Regions from separate parts of the Rattus norvegicus genome. Here region 1 is linked to region 2. A link is a contact called in public Hi-C data. All regions are on one chromosome and are shown on one strand. Each heading gives the region's core, a stretch centred on a gene start, on an enhancer-like site or on the middle of the called end of the contact. The rest is flanking DNA. Distances are from core to core; before and after follow the strand shown. Region 1 overlaps Zfhx3 (zinc finger homeobox 3). Region 2 holds the start of Zfhx3 (zinc finger homeobox 3).

What was found. Hi-C and Micro-C count contacts between places; a contact is called where the count stands out from the background.
Region 1: a contact with region 2 is called in a Hi-C map of liver, with 3 times the contacts expected there. The contact joins the enhancer-like site here to the promoter of Zfhx3 in region 2. A contact is called at or near these places in 4 of 12 Hi-C or Micro-C datasets (Schwann cells, hepatocytes, liver and 1 more) and 1 of 1 datasets of contacts at active chromatin or transcription factors (oligodendrocytes).

The regions. Positions count from the first base shown.
Region 1 is chr19:53,631,937-53,638,463 of GRCr8, forward strand. It overlaps Zfhx3 (zinc finger homeobox 3), which reads left to right. Exons shown (of 10, transcript NM_001427481.1): 3 at 5,019-5,515. Among named protein-coding and RNA genes, the nearest start is that of Zfhx3, 84 kb to the left of the region's middle. Within about 2 kb of position 3,030, at least 3 of the 93 cell types and tissues checked have an H3K27ac peak or open chromatin away from gene starts, as enhancers often do. A contact at or near this core is called in liver, where this site is marked.
Region 2 is chr19:53,546,687-53,552,865 of GRCr8, forward strand. It overlaps Zfhx3 (zinc finger homeobox 3), which reads left to right and starts at 4,802. Exons shown (of 10, transcript NM_001427481.1): 1 at 4,802-5,046.

The sequences.
Region 1 (6,527 bases), core at 1,780-4,279, 83 kb after region 2:
CCACGCCGCATGTGTACATATGGAAGATTTTATGGGTCGGACAGAACCATAATTGTAGTCTGGCTACGTAGGGCCAGGATTAAAACTCAAATGTTGCCTCCAGTTTTTTTGGCTTGTGGTCAACCTTCTTTTTCTGTTTACAGTCTTTCTCTCTTCTCTTCCTCAATTTGAAAAATTGCCACAATCACTCAAAACTCTTGGGTTCCATTAAATATTTATCGAAACTTACAGGAAACTATAGCTGGGACCATCCTCAATAATTTAAACAGCGACAATCATGGTTTCAGTTGGAGCAATTGGAAGCTGTAACAAACCTTATTGAAACACCCAAAGGTTGGTTCTGTGCCGAGCTGGGAACTACCCAGGGGGATTCCCTGAATTCTCTTGTGTATTTTCGAGGATCTTGATGAAAGAGATACATTCTTATACTTTCTTATTTCGGATGAGTTGTTGATTAGTGTAGTTGGGAATTAATTAGGAATTAAATTGCCCTGGGGACACTGTCATGAGTATTGTGATCAATGAAGAACTGAATAAATTGTAATATTGTCCATCAAAGAAAGCTTAAGTTTCAATAGCAGTTGGATACTAGCTTAGTGGGGGTTGCCAGGAGAAACAGTATCTTAGAGAAGCTGGGTGACCTACCTGCAGGGTTTTAAAGGTCAGCTTTCTGCCACTGTGACAAGTGTTTGAGGTGATGGGTATGTAAAGGGAAATAGTTTTGTCTCATGGTTTTGGGGGTTTTAGTCTTTGGTCAGTTAGTCCTATTGCTCCGGGCCCTGTGGCAAGATCTTGTATCATAGTGGGAATACTTGGAGGGGGGGCATTGATCGATTGATCTGAAAAGGAGAGGGAGGGGCCAGGGTCCCATATGACTAGAAGATTCACAACTGGGTCCCATCTCTGGTTTACCACCTTCCCATAGTGACACAGGCTGGGGACCAAGTCTTTAACACATAGGCCTTTGGGGACTTTTTTTTTTCAAACCACAGTGCCAATTCTTACTGATAAGCTTGACACATATATAGTAGAACCAAGAGTGTGTGGGATCTGGGTGCTGAGGGCTGTGGGTCATGACCAGTGTTTTGACCAGGAAAATACACTGTTTGAAGGTTAGTATGATGGTCAGGTCCCTTTTGTCCTCATGAAGTGGGTCCCAACCTAACTTCCATTCCCTGACTCTACTGTCTAGGCCTTCTGGGATCCGTAGAGAGAACGTTAGTTAGCAGCATCCTATGATTGGCATGGGAATGAATAGTGTTCTTAGCAACAAAGCAAGTGCATACCTTGATTTGGGTGTGGGTTAAGCAAGCACCAGGAGGCCAGATTTCACCAGTACTCGGCTCTCTTTATTTTGTATCCTGTTGCAAGGGAGCTGTTTCCCAGCATCCATCTCATTCTCCCTGCCCTCTGCTTCCCTTTGAATTCATGACATTTGAACCTTGTTTTCTATTTTGAAATATTAACCTGTTGATCTTTTATGACCAAATGACCGACTGGTCAACCACAAGGGCACAAGAATCCCTTGTTCTGTTTTGTCCCCAGAGTGAACCCGTGCACCCTGGGAAGGGTGGGTGCTGTGTCCTAGTGCCTTGAAGCCCATATGTCCTCCTTTCCCTCTCTCCTCCTCCTCTTCCTCCTCCTCTTCTTCTTCTTCTTCTTCCTCCTCCTCTTCCTCTTCTTCTTCTTCATCCCTCCCCCTCTCTCCAACAGGAATCAGTTTTCCCATCTTTGAGACAATAATGTTTTGGTAGACTAGACAAATCTTCAGAAGGAACTGGGTGTAGCCCTTATACCACAGAAACATAGAAACGGGATGAACTCATACTGACAAATCAGGGTCTCTGGTTCCCTTGAAAGTGAGTGACTTCTCCTTGAATCCCTCAATTGGGGACATCTTTTAGTTTATTTTCTATTTTCTACCTAGTGTCTGTAAGTCCCAGGGGGTCACCGCAGTTGCCAAATACAAAAGAAGCAAAGGGACAGTCCTTGTCTTCAGACCCACAGAAAAGAGCCACTTTATGTCCTAAGAGTAGAGCTGTCCCTTCTGAGGATCTTGCCCGCCTCAGTCAGGAAGGCCTCTTGAGTTCTGAGCACCATGGTTGGAAGAGGTGGGTCTTCAGAGGCACCCTGCCCTTTCTGTGGCTATGAGGTCCCGTCCTGGTGAGGAGACTCACAGTTGTTCTGTGTTGCAAGGCCGAGTAGGTGTGGGGATGAGGTGATGTGTTCAGAAGATTCACAAAGGAAGTGGTGTGGCCTCCACAGAAGGAAGAAGATAGGCAAGTAGAAAAGTTTCAGTGGCACCTGCCGCGCTGTGGTCAGGCCATCGGTGAGGTGGCTCTAGGGTATTAGATATGATTGGGTTCTGCTGTGGGGCAGAAAGGGCTTCTGTGAAATTCACTCTTACTTACCAGGTTACCCATGCTTTCTCCGACAGAACCTTCTCTTTAGTGGCCAGATGCTTGCTCTGGATCTGCTTCTGTTCTTGAGGATGTAGAGGAGGCGGTTACACCCCTTGGTCTGGTCTGACTTAAAAATGGGTTTGCCACCATTTGTAGACAGGATATTAAGCCATATGAACCTCCCTCCCAAGCATCCCTGTAGACTCTCAGGTCTAGCACAGAATCAAGGAGTGGCTCACCGGGTCTCTTTTGTGCTTCCCAAGTAACCAGGCATCTTGCTGGTAACAGAGCACTTGCTTGGGGTTTAGGAAGCCACCTGCCTTCTTCCTTTGCCTTTTGGATGTGCCCTTTAATTCATGCCTCTTGAGGTCGTGCTTCTGAGTGGACTCCTGTGCCAAGCTGTGAAGTCCAAGTTAGTTGAGTCTCTGTCACTGGTACATGGTCTTTCCCAAGGCGCACATAGGGCTCAAGAGGCATGGCCTGCCTCCGTCTTACTCAAGACAGGCTCCCAAATGCCTGCGGATCAAGTGAGGGTCATCTAATTCACTGGAGTTGAATTGACTGTGTGGACTTGCAGGATTCTAACGCCTTGGCCTATCTCCAATGTGGAGTCTTGGCAGGAGTTCTGCTGTGCCCTCTGTCACCCCGATTCTGCCCAGCGCTCGCCACTGGGCCTGTGAACCAGGGATGGGAAAGGTCTTAAATCTCTCCTTCCGAGGGCTTCTAATGCTCATCCAGGCATCCAGCAAGCAACAGCCGATCTTCTCTGTAGAGCGGTATATAGATGCACTGAGGCTGTGTTTGAAGAGTTGGGGAAGATTTGATGCTTCACATGGTTCACATCAGAAACAATATACATTTGCTCCTTGTCTCGCCTCTCTGGGCAGTTTTCCCTTTGACCGAGCACTGAGTAGTTTTGTGGATATTGTCTGCGTTGGTCCCTATGAAGGATGGGATTGTTTTTGTTTCTTTTTTCTCCCTCTCTTCTTTCTTTTCCCTTTCTTATTTTTCCCTCTTACCCTAAAAAGAAAGTCGTGGTTATGGCTCCTCTTACTAGGGGACACGGTAAGAGAGCCTGGAGGTGGAAAGCCTCCAGCACCTTCTGGAATACACGTGTGAAAGACTTCTGTTTTCTCACATTGTCTGAAGACTTCGAATGTAGCTTAGTAGCGACCATACTGAACTCTTCTTTTGTAGTCGATACAAACTCCCCCCATTTCTCTCTCTCTCTCTCTCTCTCTCTCTCTCTCTCTCCCCCCCTTCCTCCCTCCCCCTCTCCCGTCTCCACCCCTGTCATCTTCATCATTTTTTTTTTGATGAGCCACTAACTTGGGATTCTAATCAGTTATTAAAAATTAAAAAAAAAAAAACAAGCTCAGTCAAACCACATATAAAAGGTCAACTTTAAATATCAATTGGAGGGTGGAGGATGGGGGCAGACCTCGTAGCCCGTGTGCATGTGTTCTAAGGAAAGGTAGGAACCAGAAGGTGACGCTCAGCCTTCTGAGGGCTGTACACCGTGTAGGTGGTGGAGGGGGGGTCGGCTCTCTCCAAGGCTTTCAAAATCGAGGTGTATGTAAGAGCTTGTCATGTTAGTTCACCACCAGCGAAGGTGAGCCTTTCTCTGGGTTTCTTCAGGGCAGCGATGGACTGAAAACGGGTTGGGGTTCAGAGGGAAGGGATGGCGGTCTTTTATCAGACCTTAGGGAGCACCAGCTGACCCCTTGGCTGCAGCTGCCTGTCTGGCTTCACCTCCTGAAGGTGACAGGACCTGTGGCTGTGACCCTTGTCTGTTGCACAAAACATTTGCTCACGTGTACACTGGGTAGGCCCTCACACGACTGGGCCATTCAGAGGAAGGCTGGACTCCTGCCCTAGAGTGCTCCCACCCTGGTAGGGAGGCGGCTTCTATGCAGCCTTGTGTATAGCTAGCTGTGACCCGTTATTCCATGTGATTCAGGGACCTGGAAAAGGAAGATCATTCTAGAAAGGGTAAAAGGTAGGTTAGGTAGCTCTGATGGACAGGTAGGCTACTGACAGGAGGGGCCTTGGGAAGGGCAGAGGGCTCATTACTGAAATCTGTGCAGTTAGCCGTGCAGCTCTGTGGCCATCTACATTAATATTAATGGCAATGAAAAATTCAGTTTCTCGCTGTGTGGACAGCAAGCGCGGCTCCCCCCCCCCCCCCCCCACCTCAATGGCAGGAAGTCTTGCTCCTTGGTGATGCTGTAGAAGAATAGTGGGCCCACTCTTGGTTCCTGCTAGAGGCCTGGTATTATAGACTTCTCTGTTCATCTCCAATTCTGGCAGCAGGGGGCGGGTAGGGTGGGGTCTGGACATTCAGATCCTGTTGCACACAAAGGCTGATGGGGACTTAGCATTTTTCTTGGATCCAGAGAGAGGGGGCAGATTGAAATTGTTCAGGGGATCACGGTCTATAAATTCATCTCGATGTTCTTTTTCAGAATAGAGAAGGCTCAGGGCCTTCCGCAAACCACAGACTATGCAAGCAGCAGGGGGATTTTGTTGTCCCGCCAATAGCACCTTGCAGGGTTCGTTTTCTGTACCGCGGCTGCGAGGCTGACCTCTGACTGTCTTCCTCTACCTTCCCTACAGTGGGCGGTGAGATCCCCCTAGACATGCGGCTCGGGGGCGGACAGCTGGTGTCGGAGGAGCTGATGAACCTGGGCGAGAGCTTCATCCAGACCAACGACCCATCGCTGAAGCTCTTTCAGTGCGCGGTCTGCAACAAGTTCACGACGGACAACCTGGACATGCTGGGGCTGCACATGAACGTGGAGCGCAGCCTCTCAGAGGACGAGTGGAAGGCCGTGATGGGGGACTCTTACCAGTGCAAGCTCTGCCGCTACAACACGCAGCTCAAGGCCAACTTCCAGCTGCACTGCAAGACGGACAAGCACGTGCAGAAGTACCAGCTGGTGGCCCACATCAAGGAGGGTGGCAAGGCCAACGAGTGGAGGCTCAAGTGCGTGGCCATCGGCAACCCTGTGCACCTTAAGTGCAACGCTTGCGACTACTACACCAATAGTCTGGAGAAGCTGCGGCTGCACACGGTCAACTCCAGGCACGAGGCCAGCCTGAAGTTGTATAAGGTGAGGTCGACTTCTCGAGACCCAGGGACGGGCTCTCCACAGAGTGGATTGGCTGCTTGGAGGTGGGCAGCCGGGGACTTGAAAAGCAGGGCAAACTAACTCTAAAGGTTTTGCATCCAATGCCCAGTGAAGCCCAGGATGTGTCGATGGCTTCCTTTGGTGGCTGAAGGGTTGGGGTGTCTCATTTCGGGGGGGGGGGGCAGACCAGTTTCCAGCAGCCCAGTGCTGTGGTGCTCTCTTCTTTGGTGCTGGTCTCTGCTGTAGTCTGTCGAGTCTCCCTCAGCTGCTGCAGACCAGGGTCCCTTTCTACCCATTAGTTTATCTTTTATTTCTAACCCCCTTCTGTGCTCCAGAGTGCGGCATTCATGCGTCCGTTCTGTTTATCCATCTCGCTGTACACTAAACACCTTCTGTATCCTGGCCATTGTTCTGGAAGTATGTGCACACAGACACGTGTACACACACACATACATATGTGTATATGCACACACACATGGATACATGTACACATGTTTATACAGACAGACACACACGTCTGCGCTCACACCCAGATCCCTGCCCCTCACAGTGTTTTCAGTCTTTAGGGACAGGATGAGTTGCAGACCCCATGGGGAAATTTCCTGGTGGAAGGAGGCAGTAAATGCTATGGAAAAGAACAGCTCAAGGGGAGGAGCTCCCTGTTGATCCTTTTCCCATTTCTGCATTTCACATCCACGTTCTCTGCTTCCTCTCTTTTAGCCTCTTTCCTTCCTTCTTCCCCTCCCCCTCCCCTCCCCCTCCCCTCCCCTTCCCCTTCCCTTCCCCTTCCCTCTTCCCCTCTCCTTCCCCTCCCCTCCCCTTCCCTTCCCTTCCCCTCCCCTTCCCTCTTCCCCTCTCCTTCCCCTCCCCTTCCCCTCTCTTCCCCTCCCCTTCCCCTCCCCTTTCCTCCCCGAGCCCCTCAGTCTCACCCTTCCCTTCTCTCCCCCAGCCCCCCAGTCTCTCGCTGACCGTCAGGGAGGAGGAGGGGCCGCGG
Region 2 (6,179 bases), core at 3,552-6,051:
TATCGCCTTTAGCTGGCCTGCCCGTGGTTATTGTCAATGCAGACTTCCCGGAACAATTGCAGTAGGGAGACACAAAAGCAAAAACATTTGTCCTATTTTTTTAACCTCTTTGTTTTAGATTCTTTTTTTTTTTTATCCATTCTTTAAATTTCACAGTTTCTATTTGTCCGCCGAGAGACAAACGGAACAGCATGAAGCACATTTCACTGTAGGCCTCACTGGCAATTGGAACAGCCTCAATAGAAACCCACATTCTAAAACACCGGCTGACTTGGAGGATATGTGAAATTTCAGCGGTGGGGAGGGTGGGGGGTGGAGAAGACTGTGAAGTCAGATTAGCACAGATTTCTACCAAAAAAAAAAAAAAAAAAAATGGAACTATAGTGAAAAGATGAAGGGGAAAAAAAAAAAACCCAAAAACCAAGAAACCCGGGATTCTAGAATTAACTTGGGGTAAAGCGTGGAACGGTCATCTTTTGTTTATCTTCTGGTATCCGGTCTACTACTTAAAAGTGATCACTGGGAGAATTGAAACCCATGTGAAATGACTCATTAAAAAAGAGAAAATCCTGAAATAGGGGGCTGTGAGCCTGACAGCCCACTGTTTAAGTGGGAAGCCGGTAGGCGTACGCAGTAGGATTGATATGAGTTGAGATTTTTTTTTTAAATGGATTTATATAAACAGACAATGTCCCCTGTCCCTTTTCTTTTCCTCCCTGTTTCCTGTTTCCTTTATTCTGCCCGACCTCTGTCCCCTCCAAGACTTCAGTCGGTTTGCTGGCCACTGTGAAGGGATGTGTCAGACAGTTGGGGGACGGCCCAGGAACAAGATGGGAAGTTCACCCCCCCCCTTGGCCCAAACAAAGCCCAGCTCCCTCGTGCAGCATGTAGACCCTTGACTGTGACACTGTCTTTAAGCATCTGTCCGCCTTGTCATTAAAATCCTCAATTTCAAGGTTTAGAGACACAAATGTAAAAATCCCCCTGGGTATAGTCTTGCATGACAAATTCTCTTTGCCCTTTCAGAAAAAAAAATATTTTTGTTTCTAAAAAAGAAAGAGGACTTGGTGACCTATTTGCCTAACATTTAAGGCTCATTTAAGGCAACTTCTGTGTTTTTGCTTCCTTGAGACTCCGGGGTTTTGCCACTCAGAAATATTTTGGGAAAACTCTCGAATCACAGATTTAAAAGAAGACGCATCTGTGTCTGTGTTGTGTATATGATTGACAGGTGTTGGAGCTGAGTTGGGAAGGGCAGGTAAATAAATTAGATGCCTTCCACCTAGGCTGGGGTCAAATTCACCTATGGAATTAGCACTACAGTGGTCCATGAAGGCCTTGAGGTTCTTGTCAGAGAAACATGAAACTAAACATCTGTGCATAGGTCCCCCAGTATTCCAGTCGCCAGTAGCTGTGCTGCCTGGGGGTTGCTCTGTATTCTATACCATATCCAGGAGGCCTGGGCTCCCAGCAGAGACCTAGCCCCTAAATAAAATGACCTTGCATTGATGGGATGAGCTCAGACCATAGAACAAAATTCAGCTCCAAATGCATTCGTGTTTATTTGGGGGGAGGCACGCCTGTGTATGTCTGTGCCCCCCTCATCCTAGGTTTTAGTCTCCAGAGGATTTAAGCACAAGTTTTAAAACCAATATAATAAGACCAGAATGATCTGGGAGAATTACACACATCTACCTAAACCCAGTTGTGCTCTGAAGAGGGGCTGGGATGCTGACATCCACCGGATCTTCACTCAGGGATCATACTTAGCTTGGCCGACGACGGAGAAGATACAGCACCAGGGGAGCGACTGTGGGGGTTGGGGAGCAGGTTTGGCTGGGTTGGAGAAGTGTAATTTATCAGCCAGCTAAGCCTTAGTGTGCAGACCTCTGGCTCGGAGAATGGGTAAGGGGAGGAGAAGAGAAGGGGCTAGCGTTCCCTGGTTTATTTTTAAATATTTATCCTTTGGCTGTTGTCAATGAGGCTTTCTAGATGAACCGAGAGCCTGGGGATGGAGAGCCGTGAGAACTGGTGAAGGCCTGCCTTTTCTGACCGTGGCTCTATTTGTCATTGTGTTCTGGGTGCAGCCCCGGACTATCAGGCTGTCAGTGCTGGGCAGGCATGGGTTTAACATCAGGCAGCTGCCCTGTCTTGAGCTCGGGGACAGAATTGGCAACATGGATTTCAGAGAAACTGACGGTTGGTCGTGGACTTTGTAGACTCCCTCTGAAGAGGTCCTGTTTTGGCTAAGGATGAAAATGAGTTATCCCTGAGATGGGAGCACCCCAGCTTTTATATAGTCCATCCTGTTCATTATGGTCTACAGGCTGTAGGTTACCTGCCTCTGGCTCACCAGTGAAATTTTTGTCTAAACAAAGACAGGCTTGAGTAGGCCTCACCATGCATGTAGCTGTTGCAGAGTTAAGATAAAGAAAAGGGATCAGGGACATTCTTTTTTCTGCTTGTCAGGCTTCTGAGGTGCGGAAAGCCTGACCCAGGGCCTGGGACAGAGGCAGGATCAAGGCAGAAGCCCTCCTCTCCTCAGGATCTCTCAGATTACTTTAGGAGCCTGTCTTGTGGTTTTCCTAGCTTTCGTTCTGTCGAAGGTATCTATGTGTATCCTTCGCCCCTACCCATACTCACTGCGTTACAAGATTCCGAGGCTGTCCCGTAAGTAAAACTCAAGAGAAAGCTGCAAAATTCAATTTTCCAGGAGTGGAAACATCTTCCTGTTGCCTTTACTTCTTCAGCTAGGCCCGTGGGTAGCTTCCAGGTGAGGACTGAGGGTCTGGAATCTGTTTTCCCTAAGAGATTTCCTGTGTGTGGGGAGTAGTGGGGGGCATCTTCTGAGTGGAGGGGGCCCCCCATCGCCCGCCTTACTGCGGCACCATCATCTTCATGTATTATTCATGATCACTTTTTCAATTAAATTATTAATTGGTTTTCTTTAAGGTGTTCCTGACTCGTGTGGCTAACATAAATAACAGTTGTGTTTTGAAAACACCACCTGTTCTTGAGCCTTGAGGTCAGGCAGTCTGAGGCAGGTCCACTGTGGCCACACTCTGGTTCACAAACCCATCCTCCACCCTCCTCCCCACCCCACCTCCCAGCCTGCTCCCCTCCCCCACCCCCAAGTTTGACTAAATTTGGCCTCTGCCCTCCTTTGTCCCTAATCGGACATGATTCCCCAGAGGCAGTTTTTTTTTTCCGCCCAAGGCCCTAGCTTGGGGGGAAAAACTGTAATCTTTTTTTTTTTTTTTTTAAATTTGGTGCTAAAATATAGACAGGGGGTTAGTCTGCACCCAACAGGTTAGGTATTCACATCGATTTGAAACTGAATTCTTTTGTACCGAAAAATGCTTTCTACACAGGGACACTGTTGTTTTCACCAAGCAAGCATCCCCCTTTCCTCCCTTTTAGTGTGTGTTTAATGCAAATACGATTCCATACATTCTGCTCCTCGCCTGGTGAGCTTATTATATTTCTAACACTTGCATGGTTCATTATTGGGCAGTAGGAAAAGACTCGGCGGCTGCCGGGGCAGCCTGGGTGGCTGGTTTGCAGAAAGAGAAAAAGCAGGTGTCTTCTATGCTGGGAATGAAGACTAGATTTAGGAGGAGGGTGGAATTCTGTCTGAGAGGACTGGAGACTTCCGGTGAGATTTCAAGGGGGCCTGCCTTTACATAACAGCACGCAAAAGGTGAACTTAGGGGGACCTGGAAGTGTCCAGCAGTTGCTTTGACCAGCCGAGGTAGCCCTGTTTGGTTTGATCCTGGTGGTAGTCATCTTGAGCTGGGGCACCTTTTCTTGTCCTGTCTGAAATGCTCTGTGGCTCCTAAGGACAGTCTTCTTCCTGACAGCGGATGGCTGCAAACTGCTTGGTCTTTTCTAGTCGTTTCTTCCTCTCCTCTTCTTTCCTCTTCTCTCCTCAGAAACTGTCCTTAAACTCTCAATGGAGAGTAGGGGATGTTTTCGTAAGTTTCTGCAGCTGAAAAACAGAAGTGCTCTGTGAGGCAGTTAATAGGATGGGTGTGTGTTTCAAATAAATTCCTGTCCACATTGGCTAAAGTCCCCATGTTAGAGTGGCCTGCCTCTGACGTGGACAGGGCCCAGAGACTGATGGATCAGGGTTCAGAGGCCCCGACTGCTTGTTCTTCTTCTTCATTTTTGGGGGGGTTGGGGGGTGGCCGAGGGCGCGTCCGTTTCTTCCAGGCCGGCCTTTGACTTTTGATGAGCGGTGCGGTCAGTGCCTCGCGGGAACACGGCTTTGTTCCTGCCCGGCCGGTTCCTGGGTTGGTGCAGGCCAGGGCAGCCAAGGCGCCTGTCCCCAGGCCAGTGCGGCCCAGGCCGCCTCCAAGGCCGGTGCTGGGAGCTGGGGCCCGGCAGCTCCGGCCCTGCTTCTGTGTGTTTGTGCGTCTATGTCCCCAGGTCCCCGCAGGCGCGCGGGCGCGGCCACCGCGAGCAGCCCGGCCTGCGCCCAGCGCGACTGTAGATGTCAGGCTTTGCCCGGGGAGCCGAGAGGCTGCGGGGCTGTGAGTTTCAAATTAACCTTCCGCTTTGTTGCTGTGTAATGTGGATCCCCGAAGGCCCCCCGCCCCGCCCGCCCCCCTTCCTCGGGCGGTGCGCGCTGCAAACTGCGAGTTGAGCTTCATTTACATAAAGCGATTCCGGGCGGGCGGGCGAGCGGGCGGCGCAGGAGGAGGAGAGAGGCGGGCAGGCCGGGACGGGGACCGGGACGCAGCGCCGCGCCCCGTGGGTGAATCCCCGCCGCGCCTGGGGGACCTCCCTCCCTGGGCAGCCCGCAGATCGCCAGCCCCGGGCCGCCACCATGCGCGCCCCGCCCCTGCCGCCAGGCCCCTCGCTCCTAGCCTGCGCCACCGCTGAGCCCGGGGGGCAGCGGGAGGTGGGGAGAATGCCGCCTGGGGTGGGTAAGTTCGGGGCTCCGCTGCCACTGGAATCTCCCGTTGTCGCGCTGGCCGGCGTGGTGGCCCCCGGACCTCCGAGTGCCTCCTTCCTCCCGAGGTGTACGGAGGCTTTGTGTGCCAGGTGAGTGCAGCCTCCCTCCCCCGCCGCGCGGCTCGCTGCCGGCCTAGCGCTGGAGGCAGGTGCTGCGAGTGAGTCTTGGCTGAACTTCCCATTCTCTTGGGGCATGTGGGGGAAGGGCAGGCTGGATGCACTTGAACTCCTAGACTCCAGGAGGAACCTACCTGGGGAGAGTGGCTAGAGTCTGCTGGGCACCAGAGTACGTTCTTCCTCCTATCCCCTCTTGATTTTCCTTCCCAACCTCCTCCTCCTCATTCTGTTTTTGGGTTAGTTAATACCTTGTTAATACTTGGGGGTACTGGTGCCACTGAGAACTTTGGGTTCTAAACACACCCTCTTCAGCCAGAGAGAGGGAGAGACAGAGAAGAGAGAGAGAGAGAGAGAGAGAGAGAGAGAGAGAGAGAGAGTTAGAAGTCGCTGGTCAGTTTGCAGCAATGTGAGGAATGTGCCTGTTTGGGGAGTAATTAAAGAGAGAATCAGTGTAGAGCTGGAGGGGACCTACGGAGATCATCTTGGCCTGGCTGCCCTCTAATTTCGGTTTGTTCTTCTGCCAGAACCCATACAGCATTTATTTGGGGGGGGGGGGACGTTGCAAAGGAAAAGGTAAGATTTTTTTTTTAATCCAGTTAAAAAGGAGAGATATCCAAGTTAAGGTAGCAACAAGAAAAATAACAACAACAACAAAACAAAACAAAAACAAAAACCAACCAAACAAAAAACCCCCAGCCAACCCAAAGTCATTTTGTGGGCTTAGAGAGAAACAGGCTTTCTGGCAAACAGCCCTCTCTGTCCTGTACATACCTATGTAATGATGATGATGGGGAATCTTGCCCTCAGGGGAAAGCCCACAGCCCACATGGCACACTCAAAGGGAGTTTCAGCAGCCAGCCTTAGTGGTTCACAGTGTGCTCAACTGGTTTAAAGGTGGCCGGAGAGCAGGTGAGTCTAGGAGGGCAAGCCCCCCCCCCCCCTGCTATTTATCAGCCTTTGAAGACTCTCTTGGAACCACCGACTGAGAACCACAGAGAGTATACATTCATCTGGAGGCAACGAAGGCCAGGGCCTGCATGGTGGAAGGCATCAAAGACCCAGCAAGGAAAACAGACTTAAGCCTGGAAGAGAGATAGTGAGGAAGT